5 separate regions of the Mus musculus genome follow, and regions 1, 3, 4 and 5 are each linked to region 2. A link is a contact called in public Hi-C, HiCAR-type and HiChIP or PLAC-seq data. All regions are on one chromosome and are shown on one strand. Each heading gives the region's core, a stretch centred on a gene start, on an enhancer-like site or on the middle of the called end of the contact. The rest is flanking DNA. Distances are from core to core; before and after follow the strand shown.

Region 1 (5,974 bases), core at 1,419-3,918, 300 kb before region 2:
CCTGGGATCAGAAGGATGTAGTGCCATGAATTTTTACCTAGTGAGTTTGGTCTTTAGGACAGTAGAATAAGCCCATCCCTATGACACTTAGCTATGGCCTCAACTGAGTCAGCCATGGGCACAGGGTAGTAGGATTAAAGGCAGTCACGTAAGTGATGGTTCCATGGCCTTTCTCACTTCCTTACATTGTGTGGGAGGTAGGGCATATTGATGGGATATTCTGAAGGCTTCCTAACTCCCTCACACTTTATGCCAATAAAAATATCCATCTGCTGCTAGACAGAGCAAATGTGTTAAAAAACTGATCTTAGAATCCAGGTGTAACTGCTCACTAGACCGCACTTACAGCTTCATGTTAAAATTGGTCAGCATCAAACATTTTGGGATTCAGCATCCAGAATGTACTTAAAACCATTGGCCATGGGAAATAACTCAGGATTCGTTTCTTGTTCCACCTTTGTTCTACTTTGCTTTCTTACAATACTGGGAATTAATCTGGGGCCTGTGCCTGACAGAGGAGTCCCCTGCCAAGCCGCTACATACTCAGCAAACACTTGGTGTGGTTTGGTTTTCTGTTCTGTTTTGTTAGAAACAGAGTCTCTTATAGCCCATGCTGGCTGCGTAGCCAGGAATGGCCCTGAATTTATGACGCCGCGGCCTCCACCTTCCACGTGCTAGGTTACAAGCCTGTGCTCTGTTTTATGATGTGCCAGGGAGGAGCCCGTGCCTTCCTGCCTGCCAAGCAAGCAGGCTGCCAGCTGAGCTCAGCTCCAACCCTCCCACTGTTGGACACTGTTATTTCTAAGCAGATACTAATTGACCTGCCTTACGAGCTATTACTTGTCATGGTTTCTTTACTCTTAAAAATGTTAAATAAATTCACACAGTAAAATGGCTGTCCCATTTCATCATTATCAGAAGTAAGATAGTGTCACACACTTAGTTGTACAATAGCTATAAAATACTATGAATTGTTAGAACAGTTGTTAAAAGAATTGCAACTACATCCCCATTATTTAATATCCTATAAAGATTATAAATTTTTATTTCCCTGATATTTTCAACCATATGTTAGAACATGTAAGTTGGGCATCTGGAGTGATGGTTAAGAGCCCTCACTGCTCTTACAGAGGACCCAGAGTCAATACCCAACACCAGGAGCCTCACAACCATCTGTGACTACAGCTCTGGAGAACCAGTGTCCTCCTCTGGCCTCCACAGGCAAGGGCACACTGTGTGCAATGCACACACCCAGGTACCTCTTTATACACATAAAATGAAATCTTATTTTAAATACTAGAACACACAGAATAAATACTTCTAATCTGAAAATCCAAACTGAATTTTTGAGCACCAACATGATACCACAATGGAAATGTTTACAGTTGACCTAGACCCACTAAAAAAAGTTGTATGCATTTAATGGGGAAAATTTGTTTTAACTTATCTCCAGGTTATATGTTTAAGGAACAAATTAAACCTGAATCCGATCCCCAAAATAACTCACATATATATGCGTGTGTATGTATGTATGTGTGTGTGTATATGTATATACATGTATATGTATATAGTATGTGTGTATGTATATGTATGGATATACACACACACACACACACATACATACTAGTGCAAACAATTCTGGTAGCAAGCATTTCAGATAAGAGACATTCATCCACTGGGCGGTGGTGCCGAATACCTTTAATCCCAGCACTCGGGAGGCAGAGGCAGGCGGATTTCTGAGTTCAAGGCCAACCTGGTCTACAAAAGTGAGTTCCAGGTCAGCCAGGGCTACACAGAGAAACCCTGTCTCGAAAAAACCAAAAACTCACATATATGTGTGTGTATACACACACACACACATACATACTAATGCAAACAATTCTGGTAGCAAGCATTTCAGACATTCATCCGCTGGGCGGTGGTGGCGCACGCCTTTAATCACAGCACTCGGGAGGCAGAGGCAGGCGGATTTCTGAGTTCAAGGCCAGCCTGGTCTACAAAGTGAGTTCCAGGACAGCCAGGACTATACAGAGAAACCCTGTCTAGAAAAGACCAGGGGGAAAAAAGAGAGAGAGAGACATTCATCCATATTTGAACAGACTGTAAAAATGAAAAGCTATTCAAATGTAAGAATTTTAAGGATGGGTTTTTAAGTGCCATGTGCAGGCATCTATTTGGCGGGAAATGGCGGTGTTTAAAAGCAGTTCTGGCTCTGCCTCGCTCCCCTGGAGAGCTACTGAGTGAATGTCGTAGGGCCCGGGTTGGGAGTGAAAGCCTAGCATGTCCCCACCATCCAGGTGCACTTGAGGTGAGCACTCCAGAGAAGCACCGTGCAGGAGCTGAGAGTAGGGACAGCAGTGAGAACTGCATTGCGTTACAGCTGAGAGGCAAAGGTTGAACCGCCTTTGGCAGGTTTTTTGTACTTAGTTCCGTTAGTAAGGTGACCGATGTGCACTTTTCCAGAGGACCTGCTCTGTGCGAGTTTCTGAGTGTCTGCTAGAGGGCTGGCTAAATACATTCACCAAGTTTATCCAAGATTTGTCTCACCGTATGTGTGAGACTGCATGCAGGGCTGGGGAGGTAGCTCTTTGGTAAAGTGCCTGCCATCTATCCTCTATGAAAAAGCCCGACACAGCAGCATGCATGTGTGATGCCCTTGCTGGAAAGGTAGCTATTTCCTGGAGCTCACAGACCAGCCAGAGTACCCACGTCATTGAACTCCAGGTGACACCTGCTGGCACACAACAAACCGATCAATTCAATTTGAAAATTTCTCTGTGGGTTCCCTGTAGGAGATGGCCTTGGTGAAGAAGGTTCTGTCGCGCTGCTGCAGCTGTCCATAGAGCCTTTTATCCCTTTCTGTGCTTTCTCTGAAGGCCGCCTAGCCAGATGACTAGCTCTCAGCGCCGAATGTCTTCATGTCTGTGTTTATGGCATCGTTCCATCCATACAGCTTCTCGTTGTTGATGTTGCTGCCCTTGGTTTTTTATTTTGGTTTTTGTGTCTTGGGGCCCACCTTTGCTGATAGGTCTGGGCCCCTGCTTTACAAGTATACAACATATAAACAAATGGTGACTTGAAGACTTCTCAGAAATGTGTCTCTTCGCACTCTGACTCTTAGAACCCGGTACCCCAGTGCTGTCTGTGGAAGGAAGTGTTTGGAGATAGCCATCATTTGGCCCTTGGCCTCCCAGATAGAAATCATGCTCGCTAGGACTGCGGGAACCGGAAGTGAGGGAGCGGTGGGTCAGAACAAACCAAAGAGCTGAGAAATGAATACTCTCCCAGTGTCTCTGGAATGAGAATCATTGTTCTATTTGACACTGTCCCTTTACATCACAGCTACGTAAGTGGTCACGGACCCACTCATTGGTGATGGCTGATACAGGTACAGAGAAGCTGCACAGGGCTGCTGGACTGTAAGAGTCTTCTTTGTAAATTGTTTTTCAGGCTGCTTTGGCATTTATTTAGTTAGTTAGTTAGTTTTAGTTTTTCGAGACAGTGTTTCTCTGTGTAGCCCTGGCTGTCCTGGAACTCACTCTGTAGACCAGGCTGGCCTCAAACTCAGAAATCCACCTGCCTCTGCCTCCCAAGTGCTGGGACTAAAGGCGTGGCCACCCGGCTTGGCTTATATTTAAAACAGAGAATAAGACCCTTTGAGAAAGATCCCCGGGGCTGTCGTAGTGAAAAGCGAGAGTGTCGGTTCTTTCTGGTATTACAGTCGTGCGTGGCACAGGTGGAGCCTTGTGGATTAGCACAAACACATGCCCGCTCCTACTGTCTCCAGGAAAGACATTTGGGACATGATGAGCAATGGCATGAGCCAGAATGCTTTGCAGATGTTCTCTGTGACCCTCAGAGCAGCCTGGTGTGAAGAGAGGGTTTGCCCTTTTCAGAGACGGCACATTGAGACCCTGGCAGAATGCCCATTCCTGTCTTGACTCTAGATGAGAAAAGGTCACAGTGTCATGCTGCCCTCCCACATGCGACCCGCTCCTGCTTTGTGTCTGTATCTCCATTATTCTCAGAATATATGCATCCATTTACAAGATTATGACAGGCTGGCACACTGCGCAGCACCTCAGGCTTCCGGCCCTTCATCCGGCCTTGGTCCCATCGCTCCAGCACCACAGGTCCCAGGAGCATGGAGGTCACATGAGTGCCATTGCTTTCCTCACCCGTGTCCTTCTACAAATTTGGCTCCTGAAGTTTTTATATTTAAACATGGCACCCGATTAGAAACACCAGTAAAGTTTGGGGTACCAGACTATATGTTCGCCTCTGTCTCCCCCTACCCCAGCACTAGCTCTAATAAACCTTTGGGGGGGGGCAGTGTATTGTGATTCACTAACGAAGTGTCTGGGAGCTCCAGGTGTCAGGTTTCCTTACACAGGAACTCCTGGGATGACAATGATAGGAGCTGTTGTCTTTCTTCATTGTCCGAGACATCACAGTTCTGCTCCTTAAATACTCCTGGGGTGGGTTGCACAGCTCGCATCATCTTTGGTTGTAGAATCACACCCAGCTTGGAGCTCTAATCTGAGGGCCTCCTCTCATCTCCTCTTCCTGGGGATAACCTGGGAAGAGCTCTCTCTCTCTCTCTCTCTCTCTCTCTCTCTGCCTGGGAACAGTTGCTTGTTTTCTCATCGATGCTTGTAGCCGCTTCCAGTGTGTTGGTCCTTCCTGTGTGGTGTGTCCATGCCTGCGGGGCAGTGTTCAGCATCTCTTAAGATCTTCCTCTGAATCCCCAACCTCCTCTACAGATGCTGACCCTCCTGGGTCTCCACATACCCTACTCTGCTTCTGCGATGGCACCCGCCAGAGCCTGCAACTTATGCTTGTCAGAGAGCAGAGAGCCATCTCCTATTTTCTTTAAGGCCCCTTACTTAGCTCTTCTCCATCTGAGGAGACAGGCAGATCAGACAGAGGACTCGGTTCTATTCTAACTTTCATCTCCCAATACAGTCACAGCCTGGGAAGGTACAGGAGGCCCAGGGAGTCTCTGCTGCTGACAGGGTCAGTTCTGCCACTGTAGGGCTTCCCTGGAAGGCACTGATGGTCCACCCAGGCTGTGCGTGACTGAGCTCATCCCATCTCCTTGCCTCATCCTTGAGCTTCGAAGGTGTGTTCCCTCAGGAAGCCCTCTGCCCTGATCCCCCATCTACTGAGAAATGTCCTGTGCACCTGCTTCTCTCCATGGCTTCCCATCCATTGTTTGGGAGGCCCCACAGAGCCCCATGCACATTTTCTGGATCCCAGAGGGCTCCTGTCCCCAGAGGCCAGGAGTTGACACTCATACTCTATGTGGGCACTCAGGCGTGGCGCATAGGCCTGCCTCCCTCCTGAGGCATACATTGTTTCTGTATCTCTGGCCATCGTTTTCTCCCTTGCACGCCTCCTCTTCTGTCTCTGCCTTCTTCATAGAAGCTGCACAGCTGCTCCTAGCTTTGATGCCGGTGACATCACAAGAAATGCCCGGATTGCAAGCTAGGTAGTAGTGACAGTAAAGAAGAAAGACTCGTTACTATAATTCTGACTCTGAGAAGGCTGTTCTTGCAGAGGGCGTGGGTTCAGTTCCCAGCACCCACCTCATGGCTTGAAGCCATGCATAACCTCGGCTCTGGGGCATCTAGCAGCCTCTTCATGCTTCCACGGGCACCAGTCAGACATGCAGTACACAGACCATGAAAATAAATCTCTAAGAAGGACAAGGAGGAAGAAGAGGAGGAGGAGGAAACCCAGGGAAGTACCAGGTGCTCATTTGCCTTCTAGGCTCAACTGCTAGGCTCAGCAGCGTCCCAAGAGGTTGTCCTAGAGCTGCCCTTCCCATTTATGTCTGATATTTGGGTTTGCGCTTTTAACAATGTGGGACAAGGACTTTTTTTTTTTTTTTTTTTGGTTTTTTGAGACAGGGTTTCTCTGTGTAGCCCTGGCTGTCCTGGAACTCACTTTGTAGATCAGGCTGGCCTCCAAC
Region 2 (5,484 bases), core at 1,115-3,614:
TGAGTTCCAAGGCAACTGGGGCTACACAGAGAAAGCCTGTCTCAAAGAACCAAAAACCAAACCAAACCAAAAAACAGTCTAGAGAGGAAAAAGTAAGGACTCTAATTAGATCCAGTAAGGACAAATGTCTTCAAGTAAGGATTGGTCAAGCTCATCTTCTCTCTCGAGTCGATGTCTTCCATCCACTGGGCCAGCCAGGCACTCACTCCCAGTCTGCATGCCAGACACAGTGGTGTCTTACACACACACACACACACACACACACACACACACACCGTCTTACCTGACCCCTCAGCATCCTCAGCATCTTCCCTGGAGATTGCTGTCACTACACCTGTTTAAGGATGAGAGCTGAGGGGGCTGAGAGGCGGCAGGGACTCCTGAGGCTGTGGGTCTGCCTAGCTCCGTGCCTGGCTGCAATGTCCTCCACCTCCAGAGCGGATGCTCTTAACTTTACCCTGGGACACCTTGCCACTCACTATGCAAATGACTTACAAGGCAAAGGAGGAGGACAGGAAAACTGGCTAAACCTGGGTGTTACCAAAACTTTGGCCACAATCCACTTTCTGGAGGCCTAGGGTGGTGATGGTGCACGCCTTTAATTCCAGCACTTGAGAGGCAGAAACAGGCTAATCTCTGAATTCTAGGCCAGCCTGGTCCACAGAGCTAGTTCTAGGGTAGCTTTGGCTACAAAGGGAAACCCTGTCTTGAAAAACCAAAATGAGCCGGGCGGTGGTGGCGCATGCATTTAATCCCAGCACTTGGGATGCAGGGGCAGGCAGATTTCTGAGTTTGAGGCTAGCCTTGTCTCTCTCTCTCTCTCTCTCTCTCTCTCTCTCTATATATATATATATATATATATATATATATATATAAAACTTAAATTTTTTTAAATTAATATTTTGCATATATAATTTGCATTTTATGATGTGTCTATTTTTTAACTTTTCTTAAATTTTTTTTTGTTTTTGTTTTTCTCCTCTTTAAGTGTGTCTATAGGATCTGTGGTGAGAGAGAGAATACTAGAGAGAAGGGTGTGGAGGGAGAGAGAAGATACCATAGCTGGGGTGAGAGGAACACCTGTAGTAGTGTCTGTGGTGTTTAGCACTGCATATGCCTGAACTTCGAGCTCTTTGGGAATCTCTTATCTCTGCTCCCATCTCACCATAGGCATGCTGGGATTGCAGGTGCATGCTACTGCATCAGATTTTGTTTTTGTTTTTTTTTGTTTTTTTTTTGAGACAGTTTCTGTCTAGTAGGCTTGGCTATCCTGAAATTTGTTATACTGATCAGGCTGGCCTCAAACTCATGGAAATTCAACTGCCTCTGCCTCTAAGTGAGGGGAATGAATGCGCCCGTCACTCCCCTCAAGACCACATTAATCTTCCTTAAAGGGAGTGACACAGTGACACAAGACTGAAGGGTGAATGAGATGACTTATTTTTTAAATGTTATGTCATTTATGGTACATAGAAATTACTGCACTGCAATTAAAATGTAGTGTCAATTTGATATTGTAACTACAGAGAACACAATCTAATCACGGTAAGAGACTACACTTCTGGCTACACTATCACAGGCAATCATAACCGTATATCTATGAAAATCAAACAGCGGTCCCAACAAAACCGACTTGTCTAGTCGCATTTGGACTCCAGGTTACCCACAAACCCGGCACTAAGTCCAGTTTTCCAGTCCTTCTATTTTCTAGAAAGACTGCCTCATCTCCCAACTTCTAAGCAACCGTTTTACATTCCGCTAAAAGGATGCTTTCAGAACCACAACTGTTTAACTCAGAAAGTAAGATAGGCGGCCCAGCGTCCCTCTCGAACGCGGTTTAAGCCGCCGTCCCGCAGGGGCGGGGAGCCACCGTGTGAGCGCTCAGAGCCGACGGCCAATGTCTTGAGATTTCAGATGCGATCCGACAAACGAACGAACGAACGAACGAACGAATGAGCGAGTGAATGAACGAAATGACACAACTCCTCAAACTCCAGCAGAACCCGCTGCCTAGCCCCGGGTACCTGCGGCGCCGCCCCGCAGGCCCCGGGGACCCTCAGCCCTTCTCCGGCCCCACTCACTCTTCATCCTGAACGCGGATGACGCCGTCAGCCCCTGGACGGCCCCGGACCGAAAAGAAAAGAGGAGACTGTGGTACCGGCCTTCTCCCTTCCAGAGGTGGCTTCCGGCTCGAGGACCTTCGCGGTGGTCCCTGGCTGGGGAGCGTTAGGATCCGGCCGCCATATTGTATTCCTGTCGCCTTAGCAACCGCCAGACCCTTAGGAGGGAGGGGCGTTCCGGAGACATGCGTATACGCATGCGCAAAGGAGAGGGTTTAAAAACCGCTGGCCCGTTCACGCATGCGCGGTGCAGCCTGCCGCCTCGGTTCGGTCGCTACGCAACCTCTCGCCGCTTTAAATTTAAGTATAATTTCTTACCTAGTGAGTAGGCGACCTTGGTGGGACTGACTCTTCCCAGCTCTCCCGAGAATGTAACGATGTTGAACCAGACGAGAACAATTTCCTTGAGCTTTAACTGCCTGTAACACTAGTTGGAGCCTGTTCTTGACAACACCTACAGTTGAGCATCAAAGCAGCCTGATAGCTACTGCTGTGTAATTTGTAAGTTTTACTGCTTAATTCAACAAACATTTACTTTGCTAAAAGTAGTGTTGCACGCATTGGAGATATAATGAAAAGCGACCTAGACGAGATCCCTAAATTCTTGTTACTGTAAAGTGAGGTTGAAAAATTCTCACCCCATGCATTTAAATTCAAAAAGAAAAAAAGGGGAAAAAAAAGTCATGTGGGTTGTCTAAAAATAAACTGCATTTAAATTCAATAAAGAAAGAAAGAAAAAGAAAAATCCTTACCCAAGTGGTCGCAGTGAAGACTAAATGAGATGTCCCTGGTGCCCCACCCAATTCCTAGGGGCTTTTGCCTAAGGCTTGACAGGGTCTGTCACACTGCAAGTGCTTAATAAATGTTTGTCCAAAAGCCAGGGGAATCAGCACCTGTCACCTCTGTATCATTCTTATCTGTCTAGGGGCAAGCCTGATTTTAAGCATTGAGGATTCAGGACAAACTTTACCCTTTGACCCAGTTAAACAGGCAGATGGGAGAAGTGTTTTTGCTGACTTGGGCAATAGAAACCATATATCCTGTTGTTGGAGTCCCAAGATGATAAAGAGCTTTGTCAGGGGCACCTCCTGGTGGATCACTGAACCCAGACACCAGCCCATGGCTTCTGACTCCCTGTGTTTCTGTGCCCAGAAGAAGTTGGGCGCAAAGGGTTTCAACGTGTACATATTTTATGGAGGGTGTGTTTCAAACTGGCCCCTGGAACAACTGATGTGTTTTAGCAAATTAGAAGTAACATCTGGGGCTGGCGAGATGACTCAGTGGTTAAGAGCACCAACTGATCTTCCAAAGGTCCTGAGTTCAAACCCCAGCAACCACATGGTGGCTCACAACCATCCATAACGAAATCTGATGCCCTCTTCTGGAGTATCTGAGGACAGCTACAGTGTACTTACTGTAATATAATAAGTAAATAAATACATAATAAATAAACAAATAAATAAATAGAAAAATAGAAGTAACATCTGAAAAGCCCTTCTGTTTGTCTATTTTTCTTTCTTTTTTTTTTTTTGTCTAACAGTTTTCATATGCACACATTGGGAGTGAAACATTTAAATTATTTTCATTTCCCTATTTGTTTTCTGTTTCTCCATCTCACCCCAAGCCCAGAATTCACAAGCAGGACTTCGGTTTCTCTATGGAAAATGTTCTGCCTTCCTGTGACTGTGTGTTCCAGAGCTCTATGTCAAAATTTAAAAATGTGAAGAGGAAGATAAAAGCTAGAACTCAGTGACTGAGCTCGATCACCAGCCGCTGCAGAGGGGAGAGGAAGGACAAGCTTAGAGTCATGGAGCCTTAGTGAAGAAGGCCAGGAGAATCAACTCAGGCGTCTGGAAAAAGCAAGAGACACAGAGAAAAGGGGGTTGTCACACATTCCTGCTATTAGTCCCAGCACTGTGGCTTGGGGCTATGGGTGGAGGCAGGCCGATCTCTGCGAGTTCAAGGCCAGCCTGGGTTACATAGTTCCAGCTACATAGACTTTGGAAAATGCTTTTATCCTTTGCCACTCCAGCTTTCCTGTCAGGTGACTCTTTCCACCAGATCTTTTGATACAGAAGCAGGGGGACACCACCACTGCCCCTGCTGCAAACTGTCTTTCTTAAATCGTAGGCTATGTGATAACTTTGGGATAGACTCACATTCTGTGAGTCTATCCCAAATGTGATATCTTTGGGATATGTGAGTCTATCCCAATGTGATAACTTTGGGATAGACTCACAGAAGCACAGGGGGCATGACATTGAATATTTCACTGGCCATAAAAGAGGAGTGTGGCCTTCCAATTGCTTCTAATTCTCTTCTAGAATTCCCCAGTTATTGGTGTGGTGGGGGCAGAGGCAAAAATGGGGTCACACACGAAAGGAGATCTCATCACTTCCCAGGAGTCACCATGGATGATGGACGTCCAAAGTGAGGGAGACAAACCCCTGGGGCTGCCGGGAGAGGGATCCAGCACAGGATGGGGAAGGCTGGGAAGATGAGCTGGGCAGCAGGCATAGAGAACAGCCAACCCAGACTGTAGCAAGAAGCCCTTGAAGGCATCTCCGGCTAAGAGCCAACAAACAGACAAAAACAGCACAGCTGCTCTCTGGTCTCGTGCATTTGACCGTCCAAAAAAAGGAACTCAACGAAATCCACTCAGGCCAACGACTCTCATGTAGAAAGCTAAACAACAGAACACAGGGCAACACAAAAAGTTCTACTAGAAGGAAACATACGGCTGGGGGTGCGCTGATTTGGTAGTTTAGCTTGTATGAAGCCCAGGGTTCGATTCCCCAGCACGGCATAAAATTCAGCCTTGCCAGTGAATGCCTATACTCCTAACCTCAGGGAGATGGAAACAAGAGGAGCGGTTCATTGCCATGCTCAGCTATGAGGATAGCCTGGACTAAATGATACTATAGCTCAAAAACGCGAACAAATGAAAAATCAGAAAGTGGGCTATTTAAAATGCTGTGTATAAAGACACATCCACTCCCTTAAGAAAACTTAATTTTCTGTACTCTTAGCCGCCTGGTTTCTGAGTTCCGTGGGTCTCGGGTGCCCCCTAGCGTTCCCTCTTAGTCATTGTGCCTGGCCGCGTCCTGGCGTCGGGTAGCCGGGTGAGCCTGGGCACTAAGCGGGTTCTGACCCATCCCTTGGGAAAGTGGGCTCGAACTCGCAGCGTTTGCTGAGGTCGGCTTGGCTGCGGCCCTTTGGAGTGCACGACGTGGTGGTGGGAGAGGATTCACCGCATAAATACCCGGGGTGTTTAAACAGATTGCACGCAGGGACGTAGGGAAACCTGCCTTCCGTGACAGTAGGAGTCTTGCTGAAAGGGAGGGTAAAAACCAGGTGACCTCGA
Region 3 (5,309 bases), core at 423-2,922, 460 kb before region 2:
CACTCATACAATGAATCAGTAATGCATCTCTTGTTTCTGAACATGTTGCTGGGACTGGCTGCTTGGCTCCGATCCCTTCCTGAACACCTTGGGACAAGTCACCTGACCTCGCTGCTTCGGGCTTCTCACCTGTACAATGCCGGCAGCAGCTGCCTCGGTGTTTGAGGGTTGAAGTTAATGTATGCAAAACATGGAGCTTGTGAACTCGGAGATAATAACACCCCAGTGCCAGCTGTTTTTATTATTTGCTTAATTTTCTACATATAAACATGTCACTGCACAGCTCCAGGGGTACCGCAGTGCCAGCTAGACTCCAATGGAGAGGAGATTAAGCCAACACTCACACCCGATTAATCCGAGGCGGTTGGGAGCAGTGATTAATTCAGAGCAGTTGGGACGATGCTGTGTGAGCACACTAAGCAGAGCCTTGTTGAAGGTTTTGATCATTTTCTTAAGAGCATGCGAGGCATGGCACTGAACGGCCTCAAGCAGGGTGGTGGTCAGAGTCCGCTGGGTTGAAACTCCATGTCTACACTGTGTGCTGAGGACTGGAGTCTTCCCATAAGACCGCGGCGGGTATAGAACCAGACAGAAGCTGGCCGCCCTAGAAAAGCACCTCGCCCTCACCCTGCTCAAACCCCAGCAACTCAGGACCTTCAGGAAGTGGACTCCCCACCCTGCCACATACTTGGAGAGAAAAATTGGTCGGGGGTATAGCCGGGCTAAATCTGAAGTGACTAGAGGGGGACACCCCAGAAAGTCTCAGAGGCCATGCCTTCTGGTGGGCCCACCACTCCACACAGAGACATCCCATGGATGGATGGACACCAGGGGTTCTCGGGTGGCCTAGCTGTGGGGTCCCTGAAGGCAGACAGCCCCCACACGTGAGTGCCCTACCCGGGCCCAGGTCCTTGGTCATCTCTGGAACTCTGACAGGCCTTAAAGGAGTCGTGGGATCCTTCTCTCTCTTCTGCAGTCAGATCTCTGTCCCTTCCTGACTGTCCCTTCATGTTCCCCAGTCCCCCATCCAGGCATCTCTGTCCCTGCATGATGTCCCACCCATGATGTCTCTTTTCAGACTGTGTACCCTAGAAGGCAGAGATTGCCCTGAGCTGGGAGGTAACAGTACTTGGGCTTAATAGACACTCAATAAATATTTGGGGAAGTGGATTTGTGCAGGGAACAGAGTTGAGAAGAGAAAGCAGAGGCGAGTGGGTCTCAGCTCTTCTCTCCGAGCCCCTGACGCTGTGTTATGATGTAGCCTGCTTCACTTCACGCGATGGTCTCTGCAGGAGTCAGAGACCATCCCAGGACCTAGCTTGATGTCCCCAGGTAGGTTAACACTTTTTAGTGGATCCCTAAGAGCCTGACATCTGAGTGATCCCCAATTCTCCAAGACTCCCTTCCTTTGACTAGAACTAAGCATTAAGTACTTCCAGGCAGGGTGTCACATACAGAAGTGCTCAGTGCATGCATTCTCTTGCCATTTGCCCTTCAGACTGGGGATGATAGCATCAGGTGGGGGCCTGACCATGTCCTCCCTCAGCTCCCTGCTCTGTGGGCTGTGTGACTTGGTACTTCGGGCTGGCCAGCGTGGGAGGGGTTGGGGATAAAGCACCTCCTAAGGAAGGCCATCTGACAGCTCCAGGACCGTGGTGACAAGTTAATGAGTTCCACTGCGGTTACCCAAGGCACACGTCTGGGCCACGAGGCCGGCTGTCTGCCGTGTTGACCTTTAAAGGTGAGCATTTAACGCCCACGATCACTCACCTCTGATCGAATGTTCTGAAGATGAAGCCTGTCGGCGGGGAAAGTGATCACTCTGCCTCCCGCCCCCACACGACACTGTCCTCCCTTCTGAGTCATCGCACAGCTTTGCAAGACTGGTTCCCTCCGGCTCTGGCTGGAAAAACAGTACTTCCTGCCCTGCCTGCTGTTGACTGCCAGCCCAAGGCCCCTTCACCCCCAGCCCTCTTTCCACATAACTCTTTGATCCCAATCCATTCTTAAGCTCCTTGTCCACCCATCTCTGCAGTCGCTGATCAGGGAGGATCACCCCCCGCGCCCCAGGGGGAGACTCACTACAGAGAACAGGAGCTAAGCTAATCCAAGCTCACAAGGCGCCTATGGGTGTCATTTTATTCAGTAGGAAGCCCAGCAGCAGAGTAGGTTCCAAGGTGGGCTGACTCAACAGCTCTTTGTTGACCCCAAAGGTTGGCCTCTGGCCCCCTATACCTGTCTGCAATGTGTCCCCCACCACAGTTTGTTCCCAAAAGTGCATATTGCCTGTCTGTCCACGGAAACAAATCAACAGCCATTATGGATATTCGAAACATGATACATAGAACTGGCATATAAGCCAGCAACCCAAAGGAAATGAATACACGACACCAAAAAGACACCTACACGCCTCTGTACAACAGAGACCATTACAGAAAACCACAGCTGCTCAGAATGCAGAGAACAAGCCAGCAGGGCACTGCCCCGGTTGGTACATCAGCACTACAGTTCCTTCACCTAAGGCTTGGGGAAACTTTACAAAAGAGAGAACAGAAAGATTGCAGTTTTCCAGAAGACCAGAAAGTCAGCTGTGAGATTGTGTCCACTAGAAATAACAAAGTTTACTCATGATACCTCAACAATATGGCTGCCCTGGATAAGTACAGGAAGAGGGAAATCTCACAGGGCTGCACCCCTACACAGAGCGCCAAGGGTTCAGGAATGAGGCCCAACTGGTTATCCAATACCAAGTGGTCAGCCCTGAAATTGAACATACACTAAAGGGTGTGTGTGTGTGTGTGTGTGTGTGTGTGTGTGTGTGTGTGTGTGTATAAGGGGGTAGGAATGACAATTAAAGGAGAAGAGACCATGAATTTGACAAGGAACAAGGAAGGGGACATGGGAGGGACTGGAGAGAGCAAGAGGAAGGGTAGAAATAATGTAATTATATTCTAATCTTAAAAATAATTAAATCATGTATTAGAAAAACAGGACACCTACCTGCACTCCCATGTTTGTTGTAGAAGTACCCACCCCAAGTAACCAGTGCTCAGACATGGAAAACATGGCGGACCTACCCAGGAGACTATTCCTCGGCTCTAAAAGGGATGAAATTGGGGCTGGAGATATGGCTCAGCAGTTAAGAGCACTGACTGCTCTTCCAGAGGTCCTGAGTTCAATTCCCAGGAACCACATGGTGGCTCACAACCATCTGTAATGGGATCTGATGCCCTCTTCTGGTGTGTCTGAAGACAACAACTATGTACTCGTATAAATAAAATAAATAAATAATTTAAAATTTAAAAAAGAGAGAGAGAGAATAGACCTCGAAATGACTAGAAAAGCAGCTGTGTGATTTCCAGTACATAAAAGGATTACAGGTTGAAGATATGCCAGTGGCCCCAACTTGATCATGCGCATACGCTGAATAACTTATCATCATGTTCCCATACACACACACACACACACACACACACACACACACACAGGTCTCAAGTGTTGGAAACTTCATCCCGAAAGTCATGTTTATGGTGTCTGAACATGGAGCCTTTGAGAGGTGGTTCTGGCTGGATGCCATCACCTACATAGAGCCTACAAGACTGCATTGATGGCTCCTAAGAGAAAGAAAACAGCCAGGCATGGTGGCACACACCTTTAATCACAGAATTTAGATCTCTCAGTTCGAGGCCAGCCTGGTCTACATAGCAAGCCCCAGGACCCTGGAGAGAGAGAGAGAGAGAGAGAGAGAGAGAGAGAGAGAGAGAGAGAGGAGCCTGCATGCTGTCTCTGTTTATTGTATAATGACCCTATTGTGTTTTGATTCAACCGTGGTCCTTCCTCATCTCCAGATCCTGGTACCCTGCTCTTGGGCTTGTAGCCTCCAGAACCACACCCTGTCCTTTATACATAGTCTCAGGTACTTATCATCAGAACTTATCAGTACTTATCAACATAAACAGTCCCCACCTCTCTTCTGCCTGCCTCCTGAGGCCAAGATGGCAGCCTCCAGGCTCCAGCTGCTCTCTGGGGACTTCCTCTTTTTCACAGGAACCTGCCCTCAGTAGGGTCATTATTATTCTGGTCTCTGAGACAGTAGGGGGGCTTGTCCGCTGGGCAGCTCAGGGCAGCTGTAGACAGTGTCTGGTGCTTCCTACTGCTCAGTCAGATGAGGTCTGGGCCCAGCTTAGTTCTTTGTTCTGCAAGGAGTAGAAACAGTTCCTTCTCTTTCTGGTCATGTTCCGGCTTCCATAACCTTCCACTCTGTCTTCAGAGAGCGACTCTGGACTAGCTTCCAAGTAAAGAAGAATAGATTTTGTTAGTTGTTCTGTCACTTCTCCACTCGTGAGGGTGTGTGTGTGTGTGTGTGTGTGTGTGTGTGTGTGTGTGTGTGTTAGGAGTTGGTGGGGGTGGTCCTGTGTAGCCCAGGCTGGCCCTGAACTCACTCTGTAGCCAAGAAAGACTCTGACCTCTTGATTCTGCTGCCTCTGACTCCCTAGTACTGGATCAGGCAGTGTGCCACATCAGGTCCCCACGTAGCACTAGGGCTGGGTCCCAGGACTTCGTGCGTGCTGGGTAAGCACTCTGCCTACCGAGCAATACTCTAAGCTTTATGGATACTTTTACATTTTTATTATGATTACTCAAAATCTGATTCTTTACAAAATTTTATAATGAATCTTAGAAATTAAAAACAATTTGTTTTATTAACTAAAACAAATTTATTTCACTACAGAAAAAAAAAAAGTCTGGGTTGGCGAGATGGCTCAGCCAGTAAGAGCACTGACTGCTCTTCGAAAGGTCCTGAGTTCAAATCCCAGCGACCACATGGTGGCTCACTACCACCCGTAATGAGATCCAACATCCTCCTCTGGTGCTTCTGAAATCAGCTACAGTGTACTTATGCATAATAATAAATAAATCCAAAAAAATCAAAAATAAAAAGTCTAATATACTTCAAACACACCAACCCATTGAAGGTATTTTGGGAAATGAAAACCTCAAGAAGCCTCCCCGCCCCGCCCCGCCCCGCCCCGCCCCGCCCCGCCCCGCCCCATCAGACTACATTGTATATTATCCACATGTAGAAGTAATGGTTACATCTTGGGAAATTTTCAAATATTTAATTCCTGAACAAAATGCCAAGAAACAACTTCATACATCCTATCTTGTTTAAGATTTTTAAAATTATTTATACTTTCCAACATTTAATAATCCAGACTTTTTTAAACTCTTAAAAATTGTTATTTTTCAGAGGCTAGGAAAGCCTCAGGTCTCCTTAAGTATTTCTTGTCTAAATGGATGTAATTTTA
Region 4 (5,846 bases), core at 740-3,239, 360 kb before region 2:
CTTCTTCCCCAACAGGACCCATAACAGCTACACTCACACAGGTGCCAACACTGGCCAGCCTGATGCCACACACTGCCACTGCAGTACCACAGACTTGCCAGTAAATGCCAGATTGCGGTGGATGAGAAAGGAAAACCAAAGAAAACCTTTGGCTCAATTTAGAAATCAAGATTTGAAGGTTTTGTTCAGAACTACTTTGTAAAATTAAAATCAGTGGGATGTATTTACAGGCAGGTGTTTTGTTTTGTTTGTTTGTTTGTTTTTAGTAGACAACAAAACAGCGACAGAAGAGCAGAGGATGCAGGCTGAGTTCTGGTCTCTTCCGCAGTTGGAAGCGGCCAGAGCCTTCATGGGCCGCTCCAGCTCCCCTGGCACTTGTCCTGTAGGAGGCCTGTCCGTACCAGCCCTGGATAGTGTAGCCATAGCAACTGAGAATCAGTGTAGACAGTTGTAGCACTGGGCGGGTGATGGCTAAGGCACAGGCCACGGCCTCGCCTGCGGTATGGGAGTCTTCTTCACAACCGCGGGTGGTGCTCTGACTGCCGGGATGCAGCAGCATGTCCTCCCTCTTAGTCTTGCACTGCCAGGAAGAGATGTGAGAGTAGTCAAGGCACTCTGACCAGATGGGGGGCTGCCGAGTGCTCAACCTGTTCTTGCCATACACTAACAGAGCACCCTCCAGGCACTATACACTGTCTGAGGGCTCGCCTGCGGGAGGGGGGGGAGCCACGCCCCCAGAGTGGTCAAGCCCAGTGGCCACTCCAGGGTTAGTCTCCACATAGGTTCTATAAGTGGCTCTGCTGTGTCCCCAATCATCACGTGGGGACCTTCCGGTATTCAGTTGGTGGACAGAGGCGTGTTCTGAGGCGAGCAATGGCTGCACCTGCCTTCTGCTGACCTTGTTTGGACTGGGCTTAGTGGCATCCTGCCTGGGTCCTGCACTTTGGTTTGAACTCAGCAAGGGGATCACTATGGCGTATCGGAACTTCTAATAGCATTCTGCTAACCGATGGATCAGTGTCTTGTTCAGCCATCATCAGGGAAGCTTCCTCCTGCAGCAGACAGGCGTGGCTGCAGAGACCTACAGTCATACGTGGCACACACAGGATCACACAGGCATGCTGCTTCATTCCCAGCCAAAGAAGGAAGCTTCGTGGGCCATTGACGGCTCCCTCTTTCCAGTGCCCTCCCCCCTCCCCCTTCAGCTCCGGAGCAAACGACTTTAGCAATGCTGACAATAGTGAGAGCGCTAAAGAGTGGCCAGTGCATCCGTGCCACCCTCAGTGGCCTCCTAGACACTGAGAAGTTGTGTCACCTTTTCCGCTCATATTTCTAATTTTTACACGTGTATGGCTGTATAAACTTCACAACCTTTCTCAGTTCCTTTGACATTAAATTAGTTTACAGTGTCTTAGAATCATAAATAACAGGTCATATTCTCAACGAATAAATTTCTTAGGAATTTCTTATTAAGGAGTTGAGAAACTCCTCACTAAAAACTCTAAGACACCCAGAACAGAGATAGAAGACAGTGCTGAAGAGAGGAGGGTGTCTTAGTTAGGGTTTTATTTCGGAGACACCTCGACCACAGCAACTCTTATAAAGGAAAACATTTCATTGGGGCTGCCTTACAGTTTCAGAGGTTTAGTTCATTATCAATATGTCGGGAAGCATGGTGGCATGCAGGCAGACATGGCGCTGCTGGAGCCAAGAGTTCTGTGTCTTGGCCCGAAGACAGCCAAAGGAAACTGAAATTTCACACTGGGTGGAGCTTGAACATAGGAAATCTCAAAGCTCACTTCAACAGTAATGCACTTCCTCTAGGCCACACCTACTCCAGCAAGGCCACACCCACTCCAACAAGGCCACACCTACTTCAACAGGACCACACCTACTCCAACAAGGCCACACCTCCTAACAGCGCCACTCCCTATGGGACTAGCATTCAAATTCATGAGTCTATGGGAGTCAAACCACCAGAGGAGCAGCCAATGCTCTTGGATTGGAAGCCTAGGGTTGTTAAGGGATCAGTGCCAGCCTAGGGACCTACAGATGCAGGCAGTCCTACCAAGAGGTGAATGGTTTCATCTAGAAACAGAAAAAGTCATCGTAAAATCCACTGGGAAGACCAAGACATTCCAAATCTTGAAAAAGGAAAGGGCTGGCACCTTACGCATCTTGATTTTAAAGCAACAAAGTTACAGTAAACAGGATGACTGTGGGTTTCCATAACAACACCCAAGGCTAAACCAGCATAGAGAGCCAGGAGTAAAGCCAGCTCAGAGCGGGAAAGTACTGGAAACTGGAAGTCCACAAACATAATTACCTCAGAAGGCGTCAAAATCCTAAGTGCTGTCAACCAAAAGTATAAAAAGTCTTTGAAGGAATTGGCAGTGGGGAGTTCATGGTATTAGATTCCAGTGAATTTTTGGACACGTTGTTAAATATTGTAGATAATAAAAGACAAACTAGGTAAACTGTGCTATGTCACCCTTAAAACCTCAGTGTGTGTGAGGGTGCACAGTCGTCAGAATGGGCAGCCTACAGAGGAGAGGGAAATATTTGCAAATGACAAGCCTGATAACAGATTGATATCTTGACCATATGAACTCCTACACATGCACAACAGCGAAACAACTTCATTTAAATATATAGAAGACTCAAGTGGACATTTCTCAGAATATACACTAATGACCCATAGGCCCAAGCATACAGGCTCAGCATCACTAATCATTAATGATGCAAATGAAAACTACCTCGAGATTACACGCAAACCAGTGTTGCTGACGGAAGAGGACGGGGACTTGTGTGCTGTTGGTAGGAACAGCAGATGGTACAAGAACTTTAACAACCATATGGAGGTACCTCACAGAGTTTAGAGTGGATTTACTCCATTCCACGTCAGGGCACCCATCTGAAAGATTCTAGACCACTGAGGTGCACACGTGAAAATGGTTAGTTAGGATGGGGCTGGCACGGTGGCTCAGGAGATGACACATGCTAGAAGAAAAGGTCTGGTTCCTGTAGGTGGGTCCTCTGTTTCATGGCGTGGTATGTGTGTGTGTGTGGGGGGGGGGGGGCACAGACCCAGGTAAATGTAATAAAGAATAGATTTTGTGTTACGTGTCATATTTCAGCCCAGTTGTAAAATATGTTTTTAGTGAACTGTTTCATCCATGGTTATTTTATTTCTAGAATGGGTTCTTTCTTTTTTTTTTTTCCCCCCGAGACAGGGTTTCTCTGTGTAGCCCTGGCTGTCCTGGAACTCACTCTGTAGACTAGGCTGGCCTCGAACTCAGAAATCCGCCTGCCTCTGCCTCCCGAGTGCTGGGATTAAAGGCATGCGCCACCAAGCCCGGCTTAGAATGGGTTCTTAAAGTAAAATTACTAAGCAAAGCCTCTCGGTGCCTGTTGCCTGACTGTTTTCTAAGCCAGTGAGCAGTCGATAGCTCTGTTGTCAAAGCTCTGGCACAACGCAGTTACTGTTCTCTGTATCATTAGAGTTGGGTGGATAAGATGGCTCAGTGGGCAAAAGTGCTGCTGTCACCCCTAGGCTCTGACCCCTGGGACCGACATAGCAGGAAAGGGGAACTGACTCTTGAACTGTTCTCTGACCCTCACATTTGTCCCTTGACATGTGTGCACTAAATAAATACAGACATTTGTAAAAAAAATTATCATTGCCCTAATAGATAAAAACACTCTGCCTTGCAGTTTCTGATTGTTCATAGTTTTGTTTTTTTACACAAACTTGATCATTTAAATCCTAAGGGCTTAATGTTTTTCTAATAAATTTTATTAATCTGTATTTATATTTTCTTTGGTTGGAGGGAGATGTGGAAAAGGTCAGGGTTATTTGAATTGGTCTTAATTCTGGTGAGTGGGTATTGGTGGCACACGCCTTTAATCCCAGCACTCAGGAGGCAGAAGCAGGCAGATCTCTTGAGACCAGGCCAGTCTGGTACACAGAGTGAGTTTCAGGACAGCCAGGGCTACTCAAAGCCTACCTGGAAAAGCAAAAACCAACAGAGTAGATTCTTGTGAGACACAGAGTAACTGTTTTCAGATCTGCTCAGGGTCCATCAGGCGCTGGCCTATAGCTGTAGGGTTGATCCCTCATCCTGTCTGAAGATCCCTCTTCTTGTAAAAGCTGTGGGGTTGGAGAAGTCGTGGCTTGTCTTGGTTTGCTTGTCTCATTCCCAGCGGGTTTTTTGGTGCGAGGAAGGGCTTGAGTTGACTGTTTGCGAATCACTTACGTGCTGTCTTCTGGGGACTGTTCATATGATTCCCCCCATCCGTCGACTTGGTTTATTCTTCATGGTCTGAGAGCGTTTGTTGGTGTTGGGTCACTGCTCCTGTCCCCTGCTCTCCTGTGATGTATGTCTCTTTTTGTATAGGCTTACTGTGTAGTCTGTCCTGAGTTCCTCCTGCCTCAGCTGGATGCTGAGAGTATGGTGTGCCTGCCTTATATCTAGTGCGGCATGTTTTATAGTCTTAGAAGTCTTTAAAAACTACTTTGTATGCCTAAGGTTTCCAAGAGTATGGGAGAAATCACTAATAAGGTTTGAAATCCTTTGATGTAAGATCATTAGGAAAAATACATCAAAAAGTGTCTTCGCTCTTTTGCCTTTGAATTTGTCTATGTTATATAAAGCTGTTAGGCATCTCCTCTCCTGCCTGTCTGTATTCCAGTTCATGAGCATAGCTCTAGTGTATGCTAGCCCCCATCTCACCTCGGATGACATAGGAAATTATTGGCAGGCAGAAGTGTCTGCTTGTGGCCCCTTAGCCCCTTCCCACATTGCTGTTTGTGTCTGCTGAGTCCCTCTGGATCACTCCTCACTCAGGGGGTGACTTGAGGGAAGTGACGTTTGCCCTCAGCACCACCTGCAGGTCTTGAGAGGCAGTGGGGGCGGGGAGGTTGTAGGGATGGAGTTAGTTGAGAAACTCCTGGAGACAAGTGGGCAGGCAGAATCTCATTTACATTACCTTGCTATCCAAGCAGCAGCTGCTCCAGTCGCCCACAACTGCAGTGCAGAGAACACCATCAGGCGTCTTCCACTTGAGTGTTAGAGAGAGTACACTAGGACTGAGGTCACTCGCCTGGCATGCCCTGCCCCCATGCTCTGCTGAGCTGTAGAATCCCGCAGCATCTTTGGCTCTGAAGGAAAGAGGAGAGGGATTCAGATAGACTTTTTTCTTCCTGTTGAACTACCTTAGCAGCTACTGAGAAGGTAAGATCCGTTCTTGTTGGTGAATGGCTGTAAGTGTTCGTTCATTCACTGCAGTGTATCAGGCTAGACCCACAGACGTCATGGAGCCGTGTGTCAGACGTGTCTGGGAGTTAAAGGCGTTTATTTGTCCCGTTCTTGAATTGAGCATTATAAAGTGGCACAGCATAATTCCAGAGATGTTTCTCCGAAGGGAAGACTTTTCCTGAAAAGTCCTGAAAGCGGTCTCCTCCCACTCTCACTGCCTCCCTGCAGACCGGCAGCAGGCATTATCTTGCCAGCATCCTGACAGTGCTCTGACTCCGAAAGGCTCTCTTCTCTGAGAATAGTTTTTTATGTTAATTCTTTTTTGTTTTAAAAATATGAATAGTAGTATAATAAATGAATAGAAAAAACCTCTTAATTAATTTAAAGAAAGCATAACTTAAGGAATCTAACATAATAACATTTTTAAACTACAAAAAATAGAATGGGCCAGACAGACAGCTTAGTGAGTAAAGGCATTTGCCGCCAATTCTGAAGATCCAAGTTTGATTCCTGGGACCAAGGGTGGAAAGAAAGAACTGTTTCCCACAGGTTGTCCTCTGACCTCCACATGAGCTGTGGAGACACACA
Region 5 (5,465 bases), core at 1,990-4,489, 280 kb before region 2:
GGAGCATCTTCCTAAGTTGCCCAGCAGGCACTCCTTGTAGCTTTCTGACTTAGGCAAAGAGAGTAACGTGCAGTAGCCACAGAGTAGGGAAGCACTGTGAATTTATAATCTGACTCCCTGGGCCTCAGACAAGGTAGCACTGCGCTCAGTGGAAGCTTGGGCTGCCATGTGCTTCCTCCTGACCAAGCACTCTCCAGGACTCATCCTTGGGCTCTGGGTGATCACACAGGGGGGGCATCGGGAACCCCGCTCAGGTCCAACACCTTCAGTGCATGCGGGCTTACATCTGTGAGATTGACAACATGCTTTTGATGTGTTTTAACAAAGTTGTAAACTGTGTGTGACAAGCAGTCAGTTACCTTGAGAGGTGCAGTATGCATTCGTCTGAAGGTTGCTAGCAGTGTCTACACTGGCTGCTTCCACTCTAGAGCACTCCACTGCTCTTCCATCAGAGGGGATGGATCACATTAAAGTATATAAAACTAGACTGTTTTGTTTTGGTTTTGGCTTTTTGTTTGTTTTTCGAGACAGGGTTTCTCTGTGTAGCCCTGGCTGTCCTGGAGCTCACTCTGTAGACCAGGCTAGCCTTGAACTCAGAAATCCGCCTGCCTCTGCCTCCAAAGTGCTGGGATTAAAGGTGTGCGCCACCACTGCCCAGCAAAACTAGACTGCTAATGAGAGAAAAGGCGTGGGGATGATTCTCACCGTTTCCGTCTCACGTGTCTCATGCTTGGCAGTGGGGACGTCATTTTCCTCTAGAGCAGCAGTTCTCAGCCTTCCTGATGCTGCAGCTGTTTTTGCATAGTTCCTGTGGTTGTGGTGACCCCAAACCTTAAACTTTTTCATTGCTACTTCATAACTGTAACTTTGTTACTGCTATGAATTGTAATGTAAATATCTGATATGCAGGAGATCTGATGTGTGACCCCTGTGGGGGTCGTGACCCACAGGTTGAGAACCAGTGCCCTAGGGTGTCTTGGCGTCCTGTGAGATCACTTTGTTTGCTGTTACTGTTTTGTAGGTGGTAATGGCACTTCTCAAATACTGGCCAAAGACTCACAGTCCAAAAGAAGTAATGTTCTTAAATGAATTAGAAGAAATTTTAGATGTAATTGAACCATCAGAGTTTGTGAAGATCATGGAGCCTCTTTTCCGACAGTTAGCCAAATGTGTTTCCAGCCCTCACTTCCAGGTATGTGGGTCCGGGTGCCGGGGGTGGGGGCCAGGTGCTCCTGTCAAAATGACTTTCTCTACATGAAGCTGTTTATGCTCTGGTCCTGCTGTGATCGACTGGTGGAATTCAAATTTTTTTTTATTTAACATATACTTCAGAATTAGATGCTAAAATTTTAACCAGATGGGGTGACTCATTCCTGTAATCCTAGTACTTAGGATGCTAAGGCAGGAGGATTGCTACAAATTGAGACCAGCCTGGGCTATAGAGAGACTCGGTACCCAAAAATAAAGTATAATCTTAGTTCTGGGTAGTTTTACTTCTGGCCCCTATGCTGCTCACTGAAACCACTCTTCTCAGCCACTGTGATTGACAGCATTGTCCCTGCAAAGCTCTGCATTCAGGTGATGTGCTGTTACGTTCATAGGACCCTAATTTCTCATAATTGAGTTATCCAAATCAATGAATACCTCAACAATTAAAAACCTTTAACTCTGAAAATCTCTCTCTTCATAAGGTGCTTCCTTTCTGACATATAAAGTTGTATCTCTTTACATCTTTAAAAAGTTAAGGGCTGGAGAGATGGCTCAGCAGTTAAGAGCACTGACTGCTCTTCCAGAGGTCCTGAGTTCAAATCCCAGCAACCACATGGTGGCTCACAACCACCCAGAATGAGATCTGATGCCCTCTTCTGGTGCATCTGAAGACAGCTACAGTGTAACTAGTTATAATAATAAATAACTCTTTTAAAAAAAAAAAGTTACTATTTCTCCCTGGCAGTAGAGGGCAATATGCCTTTAATTCCAGCATTTAGAATATTTCTGAATATTTTTTTTAATTTTTATTTTTTTTACTACTAAAATCCAGTTTGGAAAGCTAGTGTCCATTACCCACTTTCTACTCTCAAGTTCTCTGAGCTGCCTTGGCTGTGTCTCCTTCCAGGGACACCTTCTGCTGTGTCCAGCTGATGTGATGGTCAGCAGAACTTTGTGGCCCTGGAAGCGATGACTGCTTAGCCACCATGAAACTAGCTGAGCAACCCAGGACTGCGTGAAGAGACCAGCAGTCCCGAGAGACTGCTCTCAGTGTCGAGGCCCTCCCATGCAAAGCCTTTCCAGAGTTATGAAGGAAGCCATGGGACCAGCAGCAGACCTAAAACAAGGAAGCCTGACAGCTCTGCTGGGGACAAGGCTGGGTTTGCTTCTGCTGAGAAGGAACCCCTGGACAGGCTTCCCACTGCATTCATTATAGCCCTGGGAAGCCTGAGCTGTTGTTATTTTAAACATCCATGGGCAATTTACTAGAACCGGAAGATTGTGTTTCCAAAACATAGGGAGTGAGCAGTTTTCACCAAGGAGCATCGTTTAAAACTCTGTGTATCCCCTCATCCCCACTCTGGGTACCAGCCAGGACGCAGGTGTGAGAGCCCCTGGAAGAGAGAGAGAGAGACCCCAAGAGTATGTGAGAACCTGACCCTCCCCAGAGATAGAAAAGAATGCCTACAGACATGGAAACCTATTTTATCTAAGGGTGGGGTGGGGTGAGAGTTTAATTAGAATTTCTCTGCATGGGAGATTAATACTTCTCTCAGAAACCATTAACTATCGAACAAAAACTAGTCAAAACCAAGCATGAGACACCTTCCTTCAAGTTATTGGGGGGGGGGGAGCCCTCCCATGTTGGTTTGAACAAGAGTGGATTTCCAACACCTCGCCTGCCTGCCTGCCTGCCTGCTGCCTGCTGCCTGCTGCCTGCTGCCTGCCGCCGTGCTCCCTGCCTTAATCACCATGCACTCTAACTTTCAGTTGCTTCACTGTGTAAGCTGCCTTGGATGTGGTGTCTCTTCACAGCAACAGACGACTTAGTTGCCGACTGGAATGTGGGGCTAAGACCCTTTTGCTGGTGACACCATGCACTCTGGTCACAGGACTTAGAGAAATCAAGCTGGTACTGGCTGGAAGCTTCTTGATTGCCAGTTTCCATAGTGTTGCAAGGTGCTAGGGAGGCTCCAGTAACTACTCCCCAGGGAGGTACACCCAGTGGAACCGTACAGTAAGGGCGTGAACGTCTGGAGGGATAACCTACAGCTATCTAACTGGATTGAAAGCCTGCCTGATAAGAAGGATCTCACGGTAACCCTGTGCGGGAACCAGCGGCCCAGCGTTCATAGGCCCTGGGGAGAACCTACTGCCATCAGTTTGCTAAACGGATTAACGGATTAACGGGCTTCCAAACGCTGACTCTGCACCCTTAGCTTAGTGCTGCTCACACCCCTATCAGAGAGCCTGCTTTGTAGAGTGGACAGAGGCTAACACAAAACCATAGATGACCCAAGTGCAGAGTAAGTGACTAGAGTGTTGGCCTTCACATCCCTGCCCTACTGTCTTCCTCCAAGGCTCAGGGAAGCCCCAGAAGAGACAGGGTTGTAGGAGCCAGAAGTCGGGGGGGGGGGGGGGGGCGGGGGCAGCTGTGGAGCTGTGTATTCTGGACACAACAGTTGTGGCTGCTACACAAGACCATTCTAGCCAGTGTTCCAGGATGGGTGCATGGCTCACAAAGGCCTACTTCTAGGTGAAAAGTTCGACACTCAACAGTTGCTGGAAGAAGCCTTTGGTTGGGTTTTTTGGGTTGTTTTTTTTTTTTTTTTTTTAAGATTGATTTATTATTATATCTAAGTACACTGTAGCTCTCTTCAGATGCACCAGAAGAGGGCGTCAGATCTCATTAAGGATGGTTGTGGTTGCTGAGATTTGAACTCGGGACCTTCGGAAGAACAGTCGGTGCTTTTAACCACTGAGCCGTCTCTCCAGCCCCGGTTTGGGTTTTTTGAGATGGGGTTTCTCTGTGTGGTCTTGACTGTCCTGGAACTTGCTTTGTAGCCCAAACTGACCTCGTGTCATGATCCTCCTGCCTCAGATTCAGAGTGCTAAGATTACTGGTGTGTGCTACTATGTGTCAAATTTGATAAAATTTCATGTGGAAGAACAAGCCCAGGTAGGAAGGACGCCTGCAAGGCATTGACCGTGTTTTCCGGGGAAGCAAAGGCGAGTGAGCCAGGCCTGCTCTCCCCGCCTGTGCACACTGTGCCTTTCCCCATGAGCCAAGGGTAGAGTGTACAGGGACAGCCAAGGTCTCCCCAGAGAAGCAGAGGCACCTCTGACAGGGATTGTGACTAAAGGATTCTAAACCTTGGAAACCAGCCCAGCACAGGTCATCCACCGCCGAGACTCTTCACTCTTTCCTGTAGGGGCCTCCCCGATAAGTCCAGTCCCCATTGACTCGGATCAGTTCTAAAACCTTCCAGAAATATGTGGCCAGCTCTTTCTTAATATTTAGATGTTTTCCCTGTGCCTTTTCTGTTTTAAATTTTCTCACTCCCTGGCCATCTTGGTCGCTTCTCTTCTGGAAGTTGTCCTGCGCCTAAGGCAAGGCCATGGTGGCTGCGGAGGAGACAGCATCTGAGGTGTCAGTCACCTCTCAACTCCAAGTTGTTGTGAAAGTGCAAAGGGCCCAGCCTAGTGGATCAGCAGATAGGCACCTGCTGCCAATCCTGACAGTCCACACACGCATGAAACAAACTATGTATGTTTTAGAAAGATAAGTCAAAAGTGTACATGGGTACTACGTGTGCTGGTGCAAGCTGACTCTGAAGGCGAGCAGACAGGACAGAGTGAAGTTGTTTATCCTCACGAGGGGCCCAACGCTGAAGAGATCTGAATGGAATACCATGCTACATTGGTCAGAACCAGCGCCTGCCAGTACGGCGGCAGGCAGCACGGCTGAACTGGGGCAAGCATGCAGGAGTGCTGAGTGCTCAGGTTGTCGCCGAGCGTGACATTAATCAGCTGAGAGAACAGTTAATCCCAGAACTGAGGCAGAAGGATCACAAACTCTAGGCCAGGCTGGCTACTGTTCTCAAGAAAAACAAAACTGTGTTAAAAACTAAAACACTTTGTAATTTGAGCCTTCAGTTCAAGCACCCTGTCTCCTGTTTTCTTACCAGGGTTGAAACAACCCTCGTAATATCCAAAAATATTTATGGATACCTAAATGTTCTCTCTGGACTCTGAGTTCAAGGTCTGCCTGGGCGACGTTTTGAGTTCCAGGCCAGCTATGGCAGCACAGTAAGACCCTGGCTCAAAACAGAAAGGAGTGAAAAAAGACGACATGACGTTTGCCGAGCAAGCCTGGGTGGCCTGACCTCGGGATGCAGAACCCGCGTGAGGTTGGGAGGAGAGAACCGAATCAGTTGACCTTTAACCTCTATGCACATCATAGCACATGCTCACAT

The links. Hi-C and Micro-C count contacts between places; a contact is called where the count stands out from the background. HiCAR-type assays count read pairs that join an accessible place to other places. HiChIP or PLAC-seq counts read pairs in DNA pulled down with a chosen protein or histone mark.
Region 1: a contact with region 2 is called in a HiCAR-type map of kidney, with 3 times the contacts expected there. The contact joins the enhancer-like site here to the promoter of 4921507G05Rik in region 2. A contact is called at or near these places in 8 of 39 promoter capture datasets (the C10 cell line, embryonic stem cells, hematopoietic stem and progenitor cells and 4 more), 2 of 484 Hi-C or Micro-C datasets (nephron progenitors and neurons), 9 of 115 datasets of contacts at active chromatin or transcription factors (bone marrow-derived macrophages, craniofacial prominence, embryonic forebrain and 4 more) and 1 of 9 other capture datasets (adipose tissue).
Region 3: an H3K27ac HiChIP or PLAC-seq map of regulatory T cells shows a contact between it and region 2, with 8 times the contacts expected there. The contact joins the enhancer-like site here to the promoter of 4921507G05Rik in region 2. A contact is called at or near these places in 2 of 39 promoter capture datasets (embryonic stem cells and pre-B cells) and 9 of 115 datasets of contacts at active chromatin or transcription factors (embryonic stem cells, regulatory T cells and stem cell-derived neural progenitor cells).
Region 4: an H3K4me3 HiChIP or PLAC-seq map of embryonic stem cells shows a contact between it and region 2, with 39 read pairs. The contact joins the enhancer-like site here to the promoter of 4921507G05Rik in region 2. A contact is called at or near these places in 14 of 39 promoter capture datasets (the C10 cell line, the HPC-7 cell line, embryonic stem cells and 8 more), 1 of 15 datasets of contacts at CTCF or cohesin (CD8 T cells), 11 of 484 Hi-C or Micro-C datasets (B cells, embryonic stem cells, erythroblasts and 2 more), 40 of 115 datasets of contacts at active chromatin or transcription factors (the HPC-7 cell line, the SCID.adh cell line, T-cell acute lymphoblastic leukemia and 22 more) and 4 of 9 other capture datasets (adipose tissue, embryonic stem cells, liver and 1 more).
Region 5: a contact with region 2 is called in a Hi-C map of rod photoreceptor, with 2.5 times the contacts expected there. The contact joins the enhancer-like site here to the promoter of 4921507G05Rik in region 2. A contact is called at or near these places in 7 of 39 promoter capture datasets (the C10 cell line, embryonic stem cells, liver and 2 more), 2 of 484 Hi-C or Micro-C datasets (neurons and rod photoreceptor), 10 of 115 datasets of contacts at active chromatin or transcription factors (the SCID.adh cell line, bone marrow-derived macrophages, craniofacial prominence and 5 more) and 3 of 9 other capture datasets (adipose tissue, liver and macrophages).

Annotation. Positions count from the first base shown.
Region 1 is chr12:110,537,268-110,543,241 of GRCm38.p6, forward strand. The region is part of intron 4 of Ppp2r5c (protein phosphatase 2, regulatory subunit B', gamma); the gene reads left to right. Among named protein-coding and RNA genes, the nearest start is that of B930059L03Rik, 51 kb to the right of the region's middle. Within about 2 kb of position 2,669, at least 14 of the 459 cell types and tissues checked have an H3K27ac peak or open chromatin away from gene starts, as enhancers often do. A contact at or near this core is called in liver, where this site is marked.
Region 2 is chr12:110,838,665-110,844,148 of GRCm38.p6, forward strand. It overlaps 4921507G05Rik (RIKEN cDNA 4921507G05 gene), which reads left to right and starts at 2,365. Exons shown (of 2, transcript NR_152102.1): 1 at 2,365-2,621; 2 at 3,745-5,140. It overlaps Mok (MOK protein kinase), which reads right to left and starts at 2,275. Exons shown (of 12, transcript NM_011973.2): 1 at 2,082-2,275. The coding sequence starts at 2,088.
Region 3 is chr12:110,379,654-110,384,962 of GRCm38.p6, forward strand. No RefSeq gene overlaps it. Among named protein-coding and RNA genes, the nearest start is that of Gm40577, 36 kb to the right of the region's middle. Within about 2 kb of position 1,673, at least 91 of the 459 cell types and tissues checked have an H3K27ac peak or open chromatin away from gene starts, as enhancers often do. A contact at or near this core is called in regulatory T cells, where this site is marked.
Region 4 is chr12:110,479,047-110,484,892 of GRCm38.p6, forward strand. All of the region lies in intron 3 of Ppp2r5c (protein phosphatase 2, regulatory subunit B', gamma), which reads left to right. It overlaps Gm19605 (predicted gene, 19605), which reads right to left. Exons shown (of 6, transcript NR_168658.1): 2 at 4,990-5,161. Among named protein-coding and RNA genes, the nearest start is that of Gm19605, 3.7 kb to the right of the region's middle. Within about 2 kb of position 1,990, at least 11 of the 459 cell types and tissues checked have an H3K27ac peak or open chromatin away from gene starts, as enhancers often do. A contact at or near this core is called in embryonic stem cells, epiblast stem cells, stem cell-derived epiblast-like cells and 1 more, where this site is marked.
Region 5 is chr12:110,560,277-110,565,741 of GRCm38.p6, forward strand. Ppp2r5c (protein phosphatase 2, regulatory subunit B', gamma) reads left to right here. Exons shown (of 16, transcript NM_001373949.1): 11 at 1,022-1,192. Among named protein-coding and RNA genes, the nearest start is that of B930059L03Rik, 28 kb to the right of the region's middle. Within about 2 kb of position 3,240, at least 9 of the 459 cell types and tissues checked have an H3K27ac peak or open chromatin away from gene starts, as enhancers often do. A contact at or near this core is called in rod photoreceptor, where this site is marked.